Linked DNA regions of Sus scrofa: all the other regions are linked to region 3. A link is a contact called in public HiChIP or PLAC-seq and promoter capture Hi-C data. All regions are on one chromosome and are shown on one strand. The core of a region is the stretch at or near the end of the contact, and the rest is flanking DNA. Distances in the headings are between cores, read along the strand shown.

Region 1 (2,923 bases), core at 188-2,687, 360 kb before region 3:
GGAAGTTAAAACAAGGGAAACACAAAAAGAGCTCCTACCCTTGATTGATAAAATCACACCTCACCCGAGCACGAACTCAGGCTACAGAAACACCTCACCCTGCTCACTGCCAGCAGAGGAAGGCTCAGCAGAGGCAGGAAAGTCAGCTTGCACGGTGGTCTAGGTGGCCGCCCCCACTGCTCACCTGGGGGGGGGCAGTGCCAGGCTGCCTCAGGCCCATCTGGGCCATCATCCTTTTTTCTGAAACAAGCACACCACTTGGAGCCGCATTGTGCTTTATTTGGGTTGGCAGTGTGAGTACCAACAGCGGGGAGGCACCGTGGCTGCAATGCCGAACTAGGTCAGGCTCGGCCTGCCTGGGGAACCCGGGGAGCACCGGGCCCCGGTGGACTCTCTTCCCCAGGGCCCCGGCCGCCGGGGCGGGAGGCTCCAGAGAGCAGAGGCCTTGGACCGTCAGCATCCTTTTTCTGGCCTTGGAAAGCTTCTGCATCTTTCTCTTTAATAAACAAGAAACAAAGTCCGCAGGGCTTTCAACAGAAGCCCCTTGTTCCAGAACTAGAGAAATACTAAGTTACAAGGTGAAATGAGGGCGCCCACACCTCCCAGCAGCCACAGTCGGCAGGCAGGGCCGGGGCAAGAGCCGGGGCCCTGGAGGGGCCGGAGTCAGAGGCCAGAATCAGCGGCTGGGATCGGGGAGACAAGGGCTGGGGGTTGTGTCCAGGGCCCAGGTTCTGGGTCAGGATTCCCTACCAGGGTTGGGGCCAGGTTCAGGGTAAGGGGCCCTGGGACCGGGGGTCTGGGGTCAGGATTTGGGGACCTTGGACAGAGATTAGAATTGGATTTTAGGGACCCGGGTTCAGGGGCTGGGCTCTGTGTTCAACCTACGGAGTTTGAAGGCAGGGGCTCAGGGCCGGGGGTCAGGGGTGGGTCCGGGGTCCCAGGGCAAAGGACTAGGTGTCTGGGTCCCAGGGTCCCAGGGCTCAGGCCCAGGCCCCGGGTCCCAGGACTCTTCAGGTCCGGAGTCCCCGGGGCTCAGGGTCCGGGGTCCGGGATCCGGGGTCCGGGGTCCGGCAGCGCACTTACGTCGTCGAAGAGCGAGCCCACGTTGGCCGTGACCAGCAGCACCGCGGTGCCCGGGGCGGCCGCTTTCCCCGCCATCGCGGCCTGGGCCGGGGCGGCCGCTCCTCGGGGCCGGCCAGCCGGGGTCTCCGCGGGCCGCGGCGTCAGCTGCGCCAGGGGGCGGCCCCGGGGCGCATCGCGGGTTCGGCCGGTCAGGCCGGGCCTGGCCGGGGTCCGGCCGCGCTCGCTCTCGCTCTCCGCGGCCCCACGCCCGTCGCTCTCCGCCGGCGCTCACCGCGGCCCGCGCGCAGCCATTAGGATCGCGGCCGCCGGAGCTCCCGCAGCGCTGCCGCCGCCGCCGCCGCCGCCGCCGATCGCTGAGGCGAGGCCCGCCCGGGCCGGGGGCGGGGCGAGCGGGGCGGGGCGAGGCCGAGCGGAGGCGGGGCCTGCAGAAGGCGGGGCGGGCTGGGCGGGGCAGGGGAGGGGTGGGGCCTCGAGGGGCGGGGACGGTGGGGAGGGGCGTGGAGGGCGGAAGCGGGGCCAGGCCTGAGGGGCGGGGCCTGCGGGGGATGCTCTTGCGTCGACCCCGGCCTCTGGGCCACGTTCCCATCAGTCAGCGCCCGCCCCGCCTCGCCCCGTGCCGCGGCTGCGCACTGACTCTTCCCGCAGCCCTTTGACGGCAAGGCCCGGCGCCTCGGTCGCGTCTTAAAGGGGCCGCGCTCTGCTGGGGCTGGACCCCCTTGCTTTCCCGCAGGGGTTGCGGTGGGATCGCGTGGCCCTGTGTGACCCGCGCCGGGCCGCCGGACCGGAGGGCTCAGGGCAGCAGGCACGCTGGGGTCTGTGCCTGCCCTCCGCGCCTGGAAGTCGGCGGAAATGAAATGGCTGCTGGGGACGGGAGATGTGCCGACGCTGCCCCGAAAGGGGACAAGTAGCCGCCAACTACTGGCTCTAGGTTCTGTCCACCCACTCGATGCAGGTAGCAGGGACCACGCGTCCAGGACGGTTCACGAGGCTCTCCAGGCGCATCTCGCGCTCGGACCGCCCTCCCGCAGCGCCGGGATGCGCAGGGTCCGCGGAGGACCAGCCCTGCCCGCGCTTGCTCTCGCAGGAGATGTGCGTGCGGCGACACGCACCGCCGGCCGGGGCCGAGGGGGCGCAGGCTCTGTGCGCTGCGGAGCCTGCCAGGGAAGGCGTCACCTCCGCGTGCTGACCCGTCGGGTCCGGACCCTGCCTAAGCGACCGCTTAGCCTGCCAGCCGGAACCCACTTCACTTGAAACCAGCTGTCGCCTTGGACCGAATATGTCCTCCAGAATTCTTAGGTTGAGGCCCAGCTTCATTGTGGCCACATGTGAGGAGAGAGGCTCTGAGGAGATACATTCAGGTTCAGTGAGCTCATAAGGGTGGGGCCCTTTTCCAGCAGCATCAGCCTCCTTTTAAGGAAAGACCCAGAGCACTTCCTGTCCCCCCACAACCTCCCACCCAGAACCGAAGACAAAAAAGAGGGCCTGTGACCCCAGAGCAAGAAGGTGGCCACCCACAAGCCAGGGAGAGGCGCTCTCCCAGAAGCAGAGCCCTTCAGAACAGGATCTCTGCCTTCCAGCCTCCCCAGTGTCAGAAATAAATCTCGGATGTTTAGGCCGCCAGCCCGTGTGGCTCTCTCTCTTACCCGGCAGGGCATGTCTTGTTTTACTTTGTTAGAAACGCAGCACCTGCCAAGGGTACCTTAGCAGGAGCCAAATGTGGGTCACTGATGCCTGGAACCTGTTTCCTAAGAAGTGATGTTGTGTCCTCACCTCCACTCAGGCTGTCTCTGGCCCTTCTCCCCAGCCCATCATGGCCCCGAAACACCCTTGCCCACATGCG
Region 2 (3,187 bases), core at 71-2,570, 260 kb before region 3:
CGCTCACTTTTTCGTGCAGTCCAGCAGGATCCCGGCGAAGCTGCGCTCGCCGCAGCTCACGGTGACCAGCAGCGCGCCGTTGACGACCTGCTCCACCCGCACGGGCAGCCGGCAGCCGACCCGCGGCTCCATGCTCCGCGTCCCGGCCCGGCCCCCGCCCCGCGCCGGGTCAGCCCCGCGCGTGACGCCGCCCGCCGGCCGCCTGACGTCACAAAGCTCCGCTCGGGGCGGCCTCCGCGAGCGGGCCGGGGGCGCGGGGAGGGGCGCGCGGGCCACCGGCGCCCGCAGACGCGCGCCGGGCCGTGCGGCCTCCACGCCCGGCGTGGAGACGCAGTGCGGAGCCCCACCGCGACGGGGCAGGACGGGGCAGGACGGGGCAGGGCTGCGCTCCACCCCCGGCGACGCTGGCGGCGAGCGCCCGCGGAAAGGACCCGAGAGCGGGCGCAGGGAGGACGGCCCGGCCCCTGGGACCCCGCCTCCGCTGCCGGGGGGCCCACTCGGGTCGCCGGGCGCTCCCGGCCCCAGGGTGTCTTCCTTACTCTCCCCTCTTCCCGGCCGCGGCCCTCCCTCCCTCGCCATCGCCCCGGCTTCCCCGCCTCTGGGTCTGGCGCCGAGTGGCCACCCGGGCACCGCGGGGAGGAAGTCCCGGTGGCGCGAGCAGGAAGCCCGGCAGGCCGGGCGGAGGAGACGCGGGCGCCGAGGGGACACCAGCGGGCGCGCCGCAGCGGCCCAGTTTCGCCTTCGCCGCATGGGGGGCACTTGACCCCCGCGGGCTCGGCGACTCCCCGGGTGACGAGAGCGCGCGCGCGCCCGGCCCTGGCCCGCCCGCAGCAGGGCTGGGGAGGGTTATCCGGTCCTCGATCTCGCTCGCGTGTCCCCGGGGCGCCCGGGAAATGGCAGGTTCCTTGCGACCCGGCCGCGGCCGGAGGGGTTGGGGCGCCACACAGCCAGTGGACAATGGAAGGGCCTGCCTTCGCTGAGCCGGAGCGGGGCTCCCCGGCGCGTGCAGCCGGCCGGCGGGTGGGGGGCGTGGGGGGCGCTGAGCCGCCGTGGGGGCCTAACGCCGGGGCCGGCTCCCGACCCTCCCGAGCACCTCCGCGCCCCCCACGGGGCTCGGGACCCCCTCGGGCCGCCCGCAGGGCCCGGCCGGTTGCGGCGACCTGGCCCTGAGCGCCGCCCGGCCCAGCCCGGCCCCCAACGCCGGCCTCACTGCGCTTGACTGGGCGCGGGAGACCCGCGGGCGGCCGGTTGTCCTGACGACTCGGACGCCGCCGCCCGGCCCCGCCCTCCCAGCCGGCCGCAGCCCGCCCGGCTCGGACCTGAGCCGGGGCCGCCACCCCTGGCGCCGCCGCGGACACTGGGGCCGCCTCCGCGCCGCGCGGCCTTGCCCTCCGGCGGCCGCGCGGCGCGGGGAGCCGGCCGAGAGGAGCCCGGGCGGAGCCAGGGGCCCCCCGGGGCTCTCGCAGTGTCTCGCCGCCCCCTCCGTGCCCTGTACACCGCTGGGGACCGAGGCCCTACAAATCGGAGTCGGGGCCCCAAGCAGCCCCAGAGGAGGCCGCAGGGGGAGAGAACGCCTGCCCTCGGCCAGGCCTGAGTTAACCGCAGACACCAGCCACCCCCACCCCGCAGAAGGGGACCCCAAGGGGTGGGGGGCTTGAGCACTGGACACAGCCACCTCTCCAGGGTCAGCCGGCCCTGCCGGTGACTGCTGGACCTCAGCTCTCCCGAGCTGTCAGGCTGACTTTGGAGCAGAAAGGCCAGGCAACAGGGACCCCTGGTGGCCCTGGGAGGGGGGACTGGTCAGAGCCTGTCCACCCGCTCAGCAGAGGTGCCAGCCTGCTGGAGATGCCTGCTGGGCACCACTCCTCCTGGGCACTGGGGACACACAGCACACCGGGAGCTGGGGACACACTAGGGAGCCGGGTGGGGCGGTCAGGGTTGTGCACAGGGAACTGTGTGCAGAGGGGGGTGTCCAGGAGAGCAGGCGACCACCAGAGAAATGTGTACTGGCAGGACCGCAGAGGCGGGGGTGGGGGTGCTGGGGAGGGGCCCTGAAAGGTGCAGAGGCTGAGATGAGGAAGGGGGTCCCCGGGGGTGGCTCCCAGGTGTCTGCAGGACCAGCTTGGGTAGGAGGACAAACACACTGGCGACCAGCTGGGCTTTGTGTGGGGGGGGGGGGCAGGGACCACCCTGCAGCTCCTGAGGTCTGTCAGAGCCCAGAGGGGAGCACTGGGCCCCAGCCTGCTGTGTGTCTTGAACTCTGAGCGTGAACTTGCAAGCCCTTTCTTTCAATCTTTAATTTACTGACACGCAGCTGGCCTGAACCTTGTGTTCGGCTCAGCAAGGTTACCCCGGCCCACGGACGTGCAGGGCCTGCCCATCGCCTCTTCCGCTGGTGTTTGTTACAGGACAGGGGATGCCGTCCTGGCGCGGACAGTGGAACCTCCTTTGGGAGCCATTTTTAAAACCCCTCCTCCAGGAGCTAGAATAGCGAGAGAAGAGTCAGCTGACAGGAGACGGATTTGCATTTTAAAGGGTGGCTGTGGGGACCTCACCCGGCGGCCCGCCCACTCCCAGCCCGGCCCCACCCCTGCTCCTGCGGCTTCCCCACCCAGCCCGTTTCCGGGAGCCCTGGGGAGTTTCCAGACTCGCAGACTAAAGGGCAGAGTCCTTCAGAGGGGCCTGGTCACTTCGCCCCCACCCGCTGCCTCCCCCTCCTGACCTGGTGCCCCCTCCTGCACGGCCCCCGCAGGGCTGGCCTCTACCTGCTGATCCTGGAGGGAAACCCCTGCGCGGCAGCCCTCTGAGAGCTGCCCACGGGCAGGGCCTGGGAGGAGCCTGGGCCTCTCCCTGGGTCTCTGGACTTCGGCCCTAAAGCCCTCCCCCGGCTGCGGGCACCACCACGGCCACTGCCAGGCCTACCCAGCACCGGGGCCTTGGCCTGGCCCGTTCAGGGCACCAGCAGAGTGACCAGGGCTGGCTGGCCTGGTCAGATGGGCTGGGCGTCGGCATGGAGGGCAGGGGAGGCCGTCCCAGCTCAGCGTCCCTCCTTGGGGCCCTCACCCACAGGAGAGCCCCCGAGCCTGCCCAGCGCCAAGAACAGAATTATGCCTTTGTCATCCTCTGACTCAACATGAGATGGGAGGCTCCCAGAAGCCTCCCTCTGACCGGAACGAGAGCCGCCGCC
Region 3 (3,052 bases), core at 416-2,915:
TGGAATGCGGAAGGGCGAGTTTTTCAAAATTTATTCGGGGATACAGGAGCAAAAAAGTTTGATGACCTCTGCTTCAAAAACCAGACTGGGGGTTCCCGCTGTGGCTCAGCTGGTCAAGGACCTAGTGTTGTCTCTGTGACGTCACCGGTTCCATCCCTGGCCTCAGTCAGCGGGTTAAGGATCCTGCATTGCCATAAGCTGCGGTGTAGGTCACAGAAGTGGTTTGGATCCAGGGTTGCTGTGGCGTAGGCTGCAGTTGCAGCTTAGATGTGACCCCTGACCTGGGGACTTCCCTAGGCCACTGAGGCTGTTTTTCAGGGCAGGGCAGGTGAGAGTAGGGCCTGTCACTGGAGCAGGTCTTCAAGTCCCGGCATTGCCACTTCCTTGCATGGCGTCCTCTGGGTGATGGAACTTGCTGGAAGCTGTAGAGGGTTCCACATGGGGAAGGAAAACCAGGTGCCACTGTCTTTTCGAGGACTTATAAAAAACTTCAGTGAGCTTAGCAGGTTGCAAGACGTGATGACACTAAAATCCATATTCCTATATATTTTCAAAAAGCAATCAAATGAGATTTAACAACGGTAGTCACCATAACATTAAAAGTATGAATATTTAGAGATGCCTCTGACAAAAGATGTGCGAGCCCTGAACCCTGACAACTGCAAGATACTGCTGAGAAAAAAGTCAAAGAACACCTAAATGATGGCCAAACACAGGGTGTCTGTGGGCCCTAAGGCTCAATACCGCAGCTGCTTCCCCAGGAAGAGGGGCCGAGGAGCTGGGAGGGGCGCCTGGGGAGGGCTGGGGTGGGAACACTGAGAGACTGCAATTCGCGCCTCTGCAGGGACACGCTGTTCTGTTTGTTCCTGGCTGCACCCAACTAGAATGCCGCTGGGACAGGGGCGGCGTGGGCTCCACGCACCATGAGCAAGTGAAAATGAGAAGGACAGTCAGCCTGAAAGCAAGGCCAGCTCCTGGACATCCAGAGAGAAAGCAAGATTGATGCCCCTCTCATGAGCATCCGCCGCGTCCCTGCGATTGGCTAGGGACGCAAATATTGGTCCTATCTGTCTTTCTCTGGTTGGTCCTGAGCTGGAGGCAGGGACCGAAGTCGGGGAAGCTGTCATCGCTGATCAAGTCCTGGCCATTTAGGCCTTGTGGTCACAGGGCTGATGTGCGGCATCCCAGACCTGTTGCCAGAGATTCTGATCTGACTTCCCGCCAGGCTGACGTACAAAAGGCGGTCAACTGAGAGGGGCGACCGGCTGGTGGCCTCAGGACGCCGGCCAAACTGCCAGCGCCGCCTTCGGCTGGCTGCCCCGCCTCCCTTGCTCTCCTCCCCGCGGTCAGAGGGAGCGCGGTCAGGCCTCAGGCAGTATCACCGACGCCCAGGCCCCGCCAGGCCCCGCCTCCCGCCGGCCTAGGTTTCTCCGCGGGGCCCGCACGTCCGACACGCACCTGCCGGTTTCCCACGCCTCGCCCCCCAGGGCGCGCGCTCCCGGCCCGGGTCTCCCCGCCCCGCCCCGCGCCCCGTCCCGCCTGCGCACGCGCAGCCCCCTCCGCACCGCCCGGCCAGCGCACGCGCGCTCCACTCCTCAGGCGACCCCTCCCCCGCCCCCGCCCCGCGCACGCGTCGCACGCGCCGCACGCGCCCTCGAAGGCCCCGCCCCGCGGCCAATGGGCGGCGCCGCCGCTTCGCCGCCGCTTATCCGCCGTGCGTCCGCCGCCAGCGTCAGTCAGTCGGGCCGCGGGCCGACCGCGCTCGAGCTGCTAGGCCCGCGCCGCCGCCGCCGCCGCCACCGCTGCCGCCTCCCCCCGTCCCTCTGCGGCCGCAGCTCGGCTCCGGCCCCCGCCGCCCCGCCGCCATGTCTCAGAGCGAGGCCCCCGGGCTGCAGGAGGAGAGCCTGCACGGTGAGCGGGCCCGGGCGGCCTGGTGGAGGGGCTGCGCGGGGACCCCCGGGAGGCCGGGCGCCGCGGGCTCGGGGCGCGGCGGGTGCAGCCTCCCCGGACGGCAGAGGCGCAGCCCAGGGCCCGTGCCGGTACCGGCGAGCAAACGCCTGGCTTGCGGGTGGAGTTCGTGGACGTGGTTGCAGCGTCGTCGGCTCGGTCCGGAGGCGCGGCTGGGGGACGTGGGCTGCCGGGGCTGCCGGGGGTGCGGGGCGCCGGTCAGCGTCGGGGGGCCGCTTAGACACGGCGGGGGCGCGCCGCCAGCTCTTCCCTGAAGCTCAGGTTCTCTCGTCCTGGGGGTCGTTCCAAAGCCAAGCTGGACGCGGACTGGTGGCCGGCGAGGCGGGGACCCCCTGCCCCTCCCGGAAAGCGGGCTCGCGGGGTCCGGCCTCGCGGTCCTGTCCCTGGGGAGCCCCGCGGCCGCGGGCTGGAGGAGGGGCCGTGCGCGCGACCTTTGGATCCTCTGAAGCAAGAGTTTAGGCAGCGGGAGCACGTAAATAAGTTTGGAGAGGACCGTCGAAACCTTTGCGGGTGCATTTTTAAGTTTTTGAAAACCTTTTTGTTATCTGAACTTAGCCACATTTTCTTACGCCTTCCAACAAGCTTTTCCTAAGTAAGACTCGGTGTAATGCGTTGTATAATGTGCATTTAGAACTAAGACGACAGTTTAAAAATCCTGTCATCTCATTAAATTTCAACACTGCTTATCTTCTTGGAAACAGGTTGAGATTGAATCTGTCTTTTCTCACCACCGAGGATGCCGTGGTCACTCGTCTACGCTTCTGACCTCGTGCTTTGGTGGTTGAGATTTGTGTCTGGAAGGGTTCTAAGCGCCCAGAGCCCCCATCTCCGTTCCTTGATTGACACACCAAACTGCTGAGTCATTGGCAATGCAGAAGGCCAGCTCCCAAGTTAAAAGATTTGTTTTTCTGTTTTGTTTATTCTATAAAAAGACAGTTGCAGGCCGAGTGGAAACTCCTGCTGGGCTCTTTGGGCTCCTCTCGGGTACGTGCTGTGGGGCACTTGCTCAGGGTCCTGCCCAGAGGGTCACATGGGCCCCGGGTCCGCCCTGAGAAACGTGAGTCCCCGCCCGGGTTGGTGGCGC

What was found. Promoter capture Hi-C pulls out the DNA fragments that hold promoters and counts their contacts. HiChIP or PLAC-seq counts read pairs in DNA pulled down with a chosen protein or histone mark.
Region 1: a contact with region 3 is called in a promoter capture Hi-C map of liver, with 4 times the contacts expected there. The contact joins the promoter of INPP5A here to the promoter of BNIP3 in region 3. A contact is called at or near these places in 2 of 5 promoter capture datasets (fetal liver and liver), 2 of 47 Hi-C or Micro-C datasets (heart right ventricle and liver) and 1 of 2 datasets of contacts at active chromatin or transcription factors (alveolar macrophages).
Region 2: a contact with region 3 is called in an H3K27ac HiChIP or PLAC-seq map of alveolar macrophages. The contact joins the promoter of PWWP2B here to the promoter of BNIP3 in region 3. A contact is called at or near these places in 2 of 2 datasets of contacts at active chromatin or transcription factors (alveolar macrophages and skeletal muscle).

What each region holds. Positions count from the first base shown.
Region 1 is chr14:140,735,243-140,738,165 of Sscrofa11.1, reverse strand. It overlaps INPP5A (type I inositol 1,4,5-trisphosphate 5-phosphatase), which reads right to left and starts at 1,437. Exons shown (of 16, transcript XM_005671580.3): 1 at 1,084-1,437. The coding sequence starts at 1,158.
Region 2 is chr14:140,633,939-140,637,125 of Sscrofa11.1, reverse strand. It overlaps PWWP2B (PWWP domain-containing protein 2B), which reads right to left and starts at 1,320. Exons shown (of 3, transcript XM_021073880.1): 1 at 8-1,320. The coding sequence starts at 750. The region is part of intron 1 of LOC110256841 (basic salivary proline-rich protein 2-like); the gene reads left to right.
Region 3 is chr14:140,370,564-140,373,615 of Sscrofa11.1, reverse strand. BNIP3 (BCL2/adenovirus E1B 19 kDa protein-interacting protein 3) reads left to right here and starts at 1,665. Exons shown (of 6, transcript XM_003359404.4): 1 at 1,665-1,911. The coding sequence starts at 1,866. It overlaps LOC110256840 (a long non-coding RNA gene), which reads right to left and starts at 1,538. Exons shown (of 2, transcript XR_002338864.1): 1 at 1,459-1,538; 2 at 14-540.